3 separate regions of the Mus musculus genome follow, and all the other regions are linked to region 1. A link is a contact called in public Hi-C data. All regions are on one chromosome and are shown on one strand. The core of a region is the stretch at or near the end of the contact, and the rest is flanking DNA. Distances in the headings are between cores, read along the strand shown.

What was found. Hi-C and Micro-C count contacts between places; a contact is called where the count stands out from the background.
Region 2: a contact with region 1 is called in a Hi-C map of bone marrow-derived macrophages, with 11 read pairs. The contact joins two enhancer-like sites. A contact is called at or near these places in 7 of 39 promoter capture datasets (the C10 cell line, the HPC-7 cell line, cranial neural crest and 3 more), 2 of 484 Hi-C or Micro-C datasets (bone marrow-derived macrophages and nephron progenitors), 1 of 115 datasets of contacts at active chromatin or transcription factors (embryonic stem cells) and 1 of 9 other capture datasets (embryonic stem cells).
Region 3: a Hi-C map of bone marrow-derived macrophages shows a contact between it and region 1, with 11 read pairs. The contact joins two enhancer-like sites. A contact is called at or near these places in 6 of 39 promoter capture datasets (the 3T3-L1 cell line, the C10 cell line, hippocampal neurons and 1 more), 2 of 15 datasets of contacts at CTCF or cohesin (large pre-B cells and pro-B cells), 31 of 484 Hi-C or Micro-C datasets (B cells, the Ba/F3 cell line, the G1E-ER4 cell line and 19 more), 10 of 115 datasets of contacts at active chromatin or transcription factors (the NIH/3T3 cell line, astrocytes, bone marrow-derived dendritic cells and 5 more) and 4 of 9 other capture datasets (adipose tissue, embryonic stem cells, liver and 1 more).

Annotation. Positions count from the first base shown.
Region 1 is chr16:65,547,464-65,551,139 of GRCm38.p6, reverse strand. Chmp2b (charged multivesicular body protein 2B) reads left to right here. Exons shown (of 6, transcript NM_026879.3): 2 at 86-177. Among named protein-coding and RNA genes, the nearest start is that of Chmp2b, 13 kb to the left of the region's middle. Within about 2 kb of position 1,994, at least 14 of the 459 cell types and tissues checked have an H3K27ac peak or open chromatin away from gene starts, as enhancers often do. A contact at or near this core is called in bone marrow-derived macrophages, where this site is marked.
Region 2 is chr16:64,932,545-64,936,558 of GRCm38.p6, reverse strand. All of the region lies in intron 2 of Htr1f (5-hydroxytryptamine (serotonin) receptor 1F), which reads left to right. Among named protein-coding and RNA genes, the nearest start is that of Gm33971, 60 kb to the right of the region's middle. Within about 2 kb of position 1,433, at least 12 of the 459 cell types and tissues checked have an H3K27ac peak or open chromatin away from gene starts, as enhancers often do. A contact at or near this core is called in bone marrow-derived macrophages, where this site is marked.
Region 3 is chr16:64,755,193-64,758,741 of GRCm38.p6, reverse strand. No RefSeq gene overlaps it. Among named protein-coding and RNA genes, the nearest start is that of 4930453N24Rik, 14 kb to the left of the region's middle. Within about 2 kb of position 2,236, at least 43 of the 459 cell types and tissues checked have an H3K27ac peak or open chromatin away from gene starts, as enhancers often do. A contact at or near this core is called in bone marrow-derived macrophages, where this site is marked.

The DNA of each region.
Region 1 (3,676 bases), core at 745-3,244:
TGTTACATTCTTAGTCCAGTGTTTTAAGTGGTATCGAGGAAAGTCTTACCGCCATAATTTCAAGGTCCTTTTGTGTTCCTCATAGATGTCATAAAGGAACAGAATCGAGAGCTGCGTGGCACCCAGAGGGCCATCATCAGGGACCGAGCAGCCTTAGAGAAACAGGAGAAACAGCTGGTGAGTAGAACGTCGGTCGAGGTTCAGCAAAACTAGATGATATGTTAGTAATTAGAGTTGAATAATTAGCTAACGCAAGAAAGCAATTACGAGAGGTAAGCGATTTACTTAGGAAGCAGCGTTCAGTCCTTTGCGGAATCTTCCTGTTTGTTACTGTGTTATTTGACTTTCATCAGAATTCTGTTTCTGTTGATACAGAATCAAATTATTCTGTAATTTTGTAAAACTTATAAATAGTCTCGGGATAAATATTTCTTAAAACAGATCCATGTTTTTGACATTAAAATGAAAAACAGTCATGTAAAACAAAAGAGAGTAGTAAATAATATCATAGCTCCTAGGTGGGTTTTAAAGATTATTGTTCCACGACAGTTAATTTTTAATTAGATGAATGTGGTTCATCTTAAAATTTCCTTTATGCTGTATTTTTGAATGGATGTTATCCCTGATCATAGAGCAGCTTTAGTGGGCAATAAGAGGCAAGCAATAAATTCTATATATTTAGAGTATACCATTGCCACTTGGATGTAAGTATATTCCCTGAAACTGTTACTCCAGGTCACTAATTAACACGGCTGTCATTCCCCAGTGAATACCCTCTGTCCATCCACTGTCTCTTTTCTTTCGGTGAGAACAATACAAAGGTTCCTAGGTTAGTGTGTGTTTCCAAACTTGTATAAAGATGAAATCACAAACACACTCCTTTCTGGTTTCTTTCAGCACCATTATTTTGAGGTTAATCATTCCTGGTGCATATATGATGGGTACATATGTTTCCTAATTTATCTGCTTACTACCCAAGTACACAAATGGGTGCTTCCAGAGTTTCCATTAAGTGAAGTTACTATATATATATTCAAATCAAGTTTTCTATATCTTCATTTCTTCTGGTTAATTACTAGAAGTGAGATACATATTTAAGAAAGTGTTAAACAGTTTGCAAAGTGTCTGTAATGTTTTTTTCTTTGCACTGGCAGGATGAGAATTGCACTGTTGCAAAAGCTGGAGTGCAGGTCTTAATTTGAACCATTCTGTACTGAGTTAGGAGCTGTGACCTTAAAGTGCGTCTCCCTAGTCATTACTTAAAGTCTCCCTAGTCATTACTGCTGCTGAGCTTCTGTACCTCAGGGAAGCAGCTATAGCCTGCCACCTGCGTCAAGGCCATAGAAGGGTGGGATTACTTTGTAGGTAGAGTTCCAAGCAGTTGTGATTCTCCTTGCACACAGGGTTCCTGGGAACCAAGAGGGTGCTGGGAACTAAGAGCAAGCAACTGCCTCTGAGCCATCTCTCCTACCTCAGCGATGCTTTGATTAATTTAATAGCTGTGTGTGCTTGGGTACAAATATCTCCAGAGAACACTTTCCAGATGTGGTCTTCAGGATCTTGACCTTGTCTTCCATTTTTAAAATGTCTCTTGATACAGAAAAGTTATTTAGTATGATGAAAATAATTACAATTTTCATCTGTGGCTAACACTCTTAATGTATTAAGAAATCTTGGTCTAGAAAAATTCAGTATCATTTCCTCTTATGATTTCTTTTAGAGTACTTAAAAAGTAACAACTGCATTTTTTGTTTGTTTTGTTTGTTTGTTTCTTTCTTTCTTGTGTTTGGTGCTGGGAGAGCCTGGTTTCTCTGCAGTGCTAGATAGAAGGGTATACTTTCTTCACGTGGCGATCTGTAACCTCTATAGCACCTTTCCTTGCCTTCTCTGTAGCAAGTCAGATTTCAAGAGTGGGCTCCTCCTGAACTCTGCTGTACTGATAGACTGTTCTCAAGCCTCTTACTGTGGTTTCATATCGAGGGGTAAAGTGAGAGAGACTTCCTCATTCATTTAGGCACGTCCGTTTTCTCAGAATCCCGTAGGCAGTGGTTCTCAGCCTTCCTAATGCTGAACTCTTTTCATACGGTTTCTCCTATGTGCTGACTCCCAACCATAGCAGTATTTCCATTGCTACTCCATAACTGTAATTTTGCTATTGTTAGGAATTGTAATGTAAATATTTTTAGAGCTAGAAGTTTGCCAAAGGGGGTCACTACCCCGGTTGAGAACAGCAGCTTTGGGGTATTTTAAGTGCTTCACAATTCCACTGGAGACATGAGAACAATCCTGTCACTTATACAGAAAAGACTAGATTTTGATTGGAGTTATACTAAATGTGTGAATTATTTGGAAGAATAAACACTTTTACAATAAGTCTTACTGTCCATGAGTGTTTTTATACATCTCTACTTTTTTAGATCTCTGAAATTATTTATTTTTTAATTTTCATTTTTTGTCCTTGCAGGTATATAAGCCTTGTATTTCCTTGGGTGCTATCATTTTAAGAAAAAATAAACTTCTGATTATTTTTGACTGGTATCCATATAGATGTGCCATTTTTTATGTGTATCTTGAATTCTCAGCTCATTTATTCTTGTAACCTTTTGTACATGCCATGAGATTTCTATATCAGTGGACCATACCATCACCAATAAGGAGGGCTTTATGTCTTCATTTCCTGTCTTCCAACCATTTTATAATATATTTTTATGAATTAAGAATGTCATACTGTGTGGTTTGATTGTATTCATCCCACATTCCTTCCACTAATTCATTCTAGACTGAATCTGCCTCAACTTCATATCTTCTCTCTACTCCCCAATAACTTAGAGGTTACACCCTGTTCAGTTATTAATGAAATCTCATATTCCCCACCGCTATCCCACCCACGAAGTGAATCTGCTCTTTCTTTGTCCAGTGTTCTACACTATAGACATTGTCCACCCACTGGTCACTGGTTCCCAGATCAGCTGCTGCAGCGCTTGCCGACAATTAAACCACCTTTTGCTTTAACAATGGGACTGTTCAAAAGATGCTGCTGAGAGTTTCGATGTAGCAGAGGAAAGCTATGCATTCCTCTCCTTAACGGGAGGCAAAAGTTTATCTTAGTTATGTATATATAGAAAAAATTAAACATAGTACAGTAATGGTTTAGCTTTGCAGCTTCAGGCATCCTGGGATCTTGCCACATCACTATGGATGAGAGAAAGCAACTGTGCTTGTTTGAGTGTTTCTCCCTTCAGTGTTGGCAGCTGTGATTAACATATTTTGAAACACATGTACGCTCATATGTACAAACTTAGGAGTTACCTGACAGCTTAGCTTTAGTACTGGTGTTCTGAGATGATCCTCTTTACTTCAGTCAGTAGCCCTTGTTCTTACATTTATTTGCTCTGGTATTAGTGTAGCCATTCCAGATACATTTGGTAAATATATAATGTATTTTCTACTTTTTACATCTTTCTCTTGTGTTTAAGTTTGTTTTTTTGAAATAGCATATAATTACGTTTGCTCTTTTTTTTTTGTTTGGGTTTTTTGTTTTGTTTTTTTGGTTTTTGTTTTTTGTTTTTTTTGGTTTGTTTGGCTTGGTTTGGTTTGGTTTTGGTTTTTCAAGACAGGGTTTCTCTGTATAGCTCTGGCTCTCCTGGAACTCACTTTGTAGACCAGGCTGGCCTCG
Region 2 (4,014 bases), core at 184-2,683, 610 kb after region 1:
TTGATAAGCAGCCATGCCCTTTATAAGCTCACTTCAATCCAATTAATAACTTGAACTTACAGAAGGTCTGGCTAGTAATACATTTCCATGCAAATATGCTCCATTATGTGGTCTTTAAAAAGATGTTCTGACATCTGTTTGGTAGTCATTTCCTGTGCCCCCTTTACCTATGTGTGTGTGTGTATATATACATGTGCATATATGTGTATATACATATATATGTATGTATGTGTATAAAGTTAACTTCTACCCAAAAGAAAAATACCAAATTATAAATAAAACAATGGAAAGTATAAGACTGAAGCAGGTCAGATAAGACCACAGTAAATTTAGGAGGATATGTGTTATTTCATATTAGGCCTTGCATAGACACAAAAAGCATTTTGATAATATATGGTATCCCTTAAAATAAAATCAATTGGCATATGCCAGGATCACAAGATAATGATGATATTTTAGAACAAACCTATGAGTAGTCACTTTTGCAAGACACGTTGAAGACATGGGACCGGCAAAGATTTAGTACAAAATGCCAAAAATTAAATACATTAAGTACATTACTGTTACCTATTAACCTGCTTTGAAATAATGTGGTAGAACTTCTTGATTTTTCTAACTGTAACATAGTAACTAGTTGCCAATGTTCCCTTACCCTCTCACCATCTACTCTCACTGACCTCTGGTGTTCACCATTCTACACTCAACTTCTACAAAATGGACTTTGGGGAGGGGGGCACAGGTGAGGTAGGATTTCTGTATGTAACAGCCCTGGCTGTTCTGAAACTCTCTTTGAGGACCACGCTGACCTTGAACTCACAGAGATCTGCCTGCCTCTGCCTCCAGAGTGTAGATATTAAAGGCATGTGCCACCGCACCCAGCTCCAAGATGGACTTCTTTAAAGCTTCCTGTATGGGAGAGCTCATGCCGTCTTGCCATACCACACTTGCTTCCCTTATCATAACCATAATAGATCTTTTTTTTTTAAATTCTCTTTCATAAGTGAAGGAAACTCCATCCACTGAATGCTAAGCATGTGATATTTACAAAATAATTTGCCATGATAGTTATGTAAAACACAAGAAACTTTATTCTCACATAAAAAGAATAGAAGTCCACCCTCTCTACAGAGTAGGTCAAGATGTATCTGTGTTTATTTCCAGAGCAAAGATCTGAACAGTAACGAGTAAGCCCCTTACCACATGAAGTATACTAAGGGAGTGATAGCTAAGCATTTATAATAAATCTTTAGCAACACTTCTTGCTGTGTGACTTTTATTATCTCTGCATTATAATAATGAAACTTGGTCTTTGAAAGCCATTTTCCTGAGTTCATATTAATAAATGAGGAAGCAGGATGGTTAAGGACATTCTGTTGGATCCGGGGTTCCTCTCCCAGTGTGGTACTTCATACTGCTATGGTTTGAATGAATGTCACAAAGTTTCTACTGTAGAAACTTAAGTCCCAGTGTAACAGTGCTGGGAGGTGGGGCTTCTCCACAGCAGTGTGTTAGTTGTCATTTTTCTACTTTCATGAATTAGTGTCCCTGTTGCAAGTGTATTTCATAACAGAAGTGAATTTTACACCCTTCCTCTTTTTTGTCTATCTTTGGCCATGTGGGGGCAATGCAGTAAAAGGCTCTTGAAAGGGTAACAGTCCCTTGCTTTTAGACTCCCCAGATGATAGGTAGATAGATAGATAGATAGATAGATAGATAGATAGATAGATAGATAGATAGAGACAGATCAACACTAGATACACAGATAGATAGATGGAGATAGATAGATGATAGATACATAGAGAGATGATAGATGATAGATAGATAGATAGATAGATAGATAGATAGATAGATAGATAGATACAGATCAACACTAGATACACAGATAGATAGATGGAGATAGATGATAGACACATAGAGAGATGATTGATAGATAGATAGATAGATAGATAGATAGATAGATAGATAGATAGATAATAGGTAGGTAGGTAGATAGATACATAAAGAGATGATAGACATAAATAGATATGATAGAGAGAGATAAATCTACACTAGATACACAGATGGATGGAGATAGATGATAGATACATAGAGAAATGATTGGTATATAGATAATTGATAGATAGATAGATAGATAGATAGATAGATAGATAGATAGATAGATAAAGATGATATAGACATAGAGCCATTTAAAATAACCTAGTCTGCAGCATTCTCTTAAAAGAGCACAAAAAAGACTAAAACAACTGCCTTGACATTCCAGTCTCAGACATAAACATAGGCTCTTATTGTCTTCACACCCCTACTTCTGCCATAACTTTCTTCTCCTCCTCCTCCACCCTCCCACATGCTTGGCATCCTCCTTGTCTGAGTCTCAGCAAGAGTCAAAGAAACAGTACACACTGTACTGTACAGAAATATTCCTATTTGCTTCCTTTCCTGCAGCAAATGCTTCCCATATCTAAGAGTTACACTGAAGTTTTCCCTAACATAGCTGCAATTTAATCCCCCCTCCCTGTCAACAAGACGACTGAGCAGCTGTCCCCTGAAAGTAAGAATCAGAACATTTGAGCAACGTAATGTGCATCTATGTTAAATACCTCCTAAGATCACAATTGGTATCTTCAATTTAAATATTTTTAAAATTAAGGGATGGTGATATGGCTCAGTGGCTCAAAGCACCTGCAATGAAGCCTGGCCACCTGAGTTCACAACCTGTGACCCATGAAGTAGACATAGAGAACCTACTCCCACAAGTTGTCTACCTAGCACCCACGTACACGATCTACCACGTGTGCTCCCATACATATACATACATATACAAGCATATACATACACACAAATAAATAATTAAAGAAATGTTTTTAAATTTTGGCTAAATCTGTCTGATGAATCAACAAATTGGTGTCAATGACCAGCAGAGAATAGCGGTGTTCTCAAAGCACAGTCTTATGGGCTGGCATATTTATTAGGGAGAGAGTCATTGTTAAATGACTAACCATGACTCATTTGCCTCTTGACAGGTAGAGAAAACTTTTCCATATGGAACAAAGCCACTGCTACAGTTGATTACATAAATCCTCCTCAAACATCACCATCTTTTCTCTAATAATAAGGCACAAAGAGAAAAGAAGGGTGAAGAATTAATTTCAAATAAGCACTCCAAGCACGGTCACTTGAATCAGGGACTGGTTAGGAGATGAATCACTGAGAATACCATTGGATTAAGCAGTTTAATTAAGGTCTTAGAGTTAACATCAATTTCTAGGCTAAAACATAAAGAACAGGGAAGTAAAACCCTATCCTCAATCTGCCACCTAAAGTCAAGGAAGCACCCTCAGAAGACTTTCCCCACAGATCCTCAAACTAGGTCCTCCCCAGAGGCCAGCCTGGAAAGATGCAGTGGTTTTCACGTGCACTGCTATGCTGCATAGCCAACTACACCTCTGCCAGGTCCACCTTCTCTTCAGCCTTTCAGTCTTGTATATTGCAGGGTATTGGACCTCATACATTGACTTGGGGCGAGCAGGAAGCATGAGAAGATTGGAATTAGACCATGTGTGCATGTGCATATAATTGCATATACATATATGAATCATATAGTGTGGCACCAATGTACAATGGAAGTTTTATGTGTCTCAAAGAAAAATGGAATCATGAATTTTGAAGGTAAATGGATGGAACTGGAAGATGTACTGATTGAAATGACTCAGACCCAGAAAAAAAAAAACACTGAAGGTTCTCACTCATGTGTATGTTAGCATCAAATCTATGTACATTTGATATGTAATTTGATTTGTAATATCTGTAAAATCCAGGAATGCAGAAAGGGATCCTTGGTTTTGGGGGAGAGGAGAGAGATCTTAAAGGAGGGCAAATAGTAAAACACAGCTGCTAGGAAGGTAAAGGGGGAAATAATGGGGAGGAGGATTAATTAGAGAGGAATGGGAGCTTAAGACAGAGGTGGTTGAGAGAGAGATAAGTAACATTGAAGAGGTTTGAAATAGCCATCTAGAA
Region 3 (3,549 bases), core at 987-3,486, 790 kb after region 1:
TACTGCAGAAACTGTTGGGGTTTATTTAAAACCACATCCAAATACTGTGGCTGTTAAGAAAGAGTACTCTCTGGAGCTAACTGACAGGCAGACTGAGAGACCATCTAAGGCTATCTATGGATAGATTTGTTTCTTTTCCTGTACATAGGTGACCATATTATTGAAAGAGACGGCCTGTAGTAAAAAATATTTACATAGATTGATTACTAAGAAAGCCAAACTTTATAGAGTTACCTGAGAAACCTGACTCCAGAAGACTTCCGAGAGGCCAGCAGTTTGTTATTTCAGGGCCGTTGGAGCGACTGACAGATCAGCCATGTTGCAGCAGCTTCTGCTGTCCATTGACTTCTTTTTATTAAATGTATTGTCTGGCTAGTTAGCTAATAATTTGACTACCTATCATGGCTGGAATCTTGGATTGAGTGAAAATGAGAAAGGAGGAGCCAGAGAGGTGGCTCAGTAGTTAAGAGCATTTGAGGCTCGTGTGAAGGACTAGAGTTTGGTTCCTAGCTTTCAAAATTGCCTACCACTGTAGCTCCAGGGAACCTGATATCTTCTTCTGGTCTCTTCACCATCATCTTGGTGTTTTGTGTACTGCAGAAACTGTTGGGGTTTATTTAAAACCACATTCTCTCTCTCTCTCTCTTTTAAAACCACATCCTCTCTCTCTCTCTCTCTCTCTCTCTCTCTCTCTCACACACACACACACACACACACACACACACACACACACACACACAGAGTGACAGAGAGACAGACACATGGACACACACACACCACTGAACACACAATAGTAGTTTGTTTTGGAACGTATATTGTCAGCGGCAGGACGGCATTCACTCTAGAAGCCTTCTTTGCATTCCAGGAATAACTGCCAACTCTTCAAGCCTTCAAAGGCCCATGAACTAGGCGTGTTTCCACTTGCTCAAGAGGCCTCTGGCCGCATGCACTCAGGTGTGGCACAACTAGTTAAAGGGTGTCACTTGATTACATCCCTTTCTGCAGCAGGGCATGCTGACTGAGTGAGCCAGAACTCTTCCTGCTTTCAGACCCTGGCCGTCCAATAAGCTGCTCCATACAGAAAGGAGGCTGTCTTCGTCAGGGTTTTACTGCTGTGAACAGATACCATGACCAAGGCAACTCTTTTGAGGACATTTAACTGGGGTTGGCTTACAGGTTCAGAGGTTCAGTCCATTATCATCAAGGCATGGTACAGGAAGAACTGAGAGTTGTACATCTTCATCTGAAGGCTGTTAGGAGAAGACTGGCATCCAGGCAGCTAGACTGAGGGTCTTAAGTCTATGCCCACAGAGACATACCTACTCTAGAACTGCCACTCCTCAACACGGTTGCCCGTGACATGAGCAGACCTGTACCTCTGACCTCAATGACTGAGCGAGAAAAAAGGGTTGAAGAAGCTTTACACCCAGCCCCCGTGTCCTCTTGTCTTAGTTTGCTTTAGCTCTTTTCCACCTTGACAGTCTGTGGGGTGTCTCAGGATTGTTCTCCAGCATCGCTCACTGTCAGACACTGGGCCTTCCCACAGCAGTCTCTGATGTGAGGACTGATGAAGTGGATGTCTCGAGTTCTGATCCTCCATCCAGGATGAGGGGCGCACAGACCGACTTCCACCACCAAATTTAAGGTTGCCAGAACAGATGTGTGTGTGTGTGTGTGTTCTATTTCCTGTTACTAGACCCTCCAGTCTGCTGTCACCAAGGCCAATTGTACTGTCCTGACTTGTTTCGTATTTGGGGCTTCGGGGTTTTCTTCCCAACAAAGACTAAGAATTGCAGTTTTACATTTTTTAAAAAGTTTATGTTTTGTTCTTTGAGCCTCCCCCCTACCCCCGAAAAGACAGGGTTTCACTGTGTATCCCTGGCTGTCCTAGAACTTGCAACTCACTTTGTAGACCAGGCTAGCCTCAAACTCACAGAGATGCTCCTGCTCCTGCCTCCTGCATGGTGGGTTTAAAGTTGTGTGCCACCATGGCCCCCCTCACCTCTTTCTTGATTATTGACATCATTCCCATCATTCCTCTCTTTCTTTCCTAAGAATTTAGTCTACACTCTGATATCGTGACTTTTGTTTTTCATGGGTATTGGGGGAATATATAATCAACCATCTGATCGCAGTAATACCCAATAAATCTCATATGCCACCATGAGTAACTGAGCTACCTCTAATGGTGACAGCATCCACGTGGGTAAATAGGAATGAAAACTGGTGTAGCCACTAGGGAAGTCGGTGTAGGTTCCTCAAAATACTAAAAATAACGACTACATGACTAAGCTATTCAGCTCCTACATATAAATACCCAAAAGACTCTAAGTCAACGTACCACAGAAATATTGCTGGTCCATGCCTATTTCTGACTATTCTCATTACCAAAGAAATGGAACAGGATTATATATTACCAGCAGATGAATGGATAAAGAAAATACGTATACGTATGCACAATGAAGTTTTATGAAGCCATGAAAACATTTTAGATCATGCAGGAGATTGGCAGAAAAACAGGTGCAACTGGAGATCATTACATTAAGTAAAATGAGCCAGCTTCAGAAAGACAAATATGCCATTTTTTTCTCATATGTACAATTTCATTCTCTATCTCTCTCTCTGCCTTCCTCACTGCATGTGTGTCTGAAAGGGGACCATGGGATGAGAGGAAGAGATCTCAAAGCTAAGCAAGAGATGAAGGGGGACAAAAGAGAGTAATGTGATGCTAATGACAGAAGAGCAGAACCTCTTAGTGGGAGGCAGGGGACCACTTCCTCGACATGAGAGTAGGGGCACTGGAGGAGAGGGATCAGAACACAGTTCAATGACATACATGTATGAAGATTCTATAAGGAAATAAATGCATGCCTTTGTGTGGTAACTTAAAAAAATAGAGGAGAGAAAATTTGCCAATGTTTCAGAAGACTTCAGACTTTTGAGCAATGCTGGTACCAAGTCAAGGAAAACAATTGCAGATAGACTGAAGGTATCTTGTATTGTGAGAGGTATGCGAGCCTTTTTAAATTGGGGTGGAAGATTATGGCTTAGATTGTCAATATCTCCTAATGTCTACTATGAAAAAAATGGCCAAAGTTTGGGCTCTTGTGAAGATTCTGATCTCATGAATGGACTAATTTATGTTTGGACTCATGGCTTAGTGAGTTCTAGGAAAAAGGCCTATAAAAGTGAGCTCTCTCTATGTTTTCTGGTCATGATGTGATAGCTTTGATCTGTTATTTACTTCCCACCATAGATGTTCTGCCTCATCACTGGCCTGTGCACTAGAGCCATCCAAATGCTGACTTTTGCCTCTGAAACTGTAAACAACCCCCCTCCCCCGAATAGGTAAAATTTAAAGATTAAGTGAAGGGTTATAATATAAACAAATTAGGGTTTTCTTAGTCAATTTTGAATGAGAAGATATATTTTATTTTCTAAAGTAAATTTGTTCCAATTAATGGATTTGTCCTGCTGACACAAGTTACTGATTTCCTGAGGATTTTGATAAAAATTCTAGTTTTTCCACTCTTGAGTATTAACTTTAAA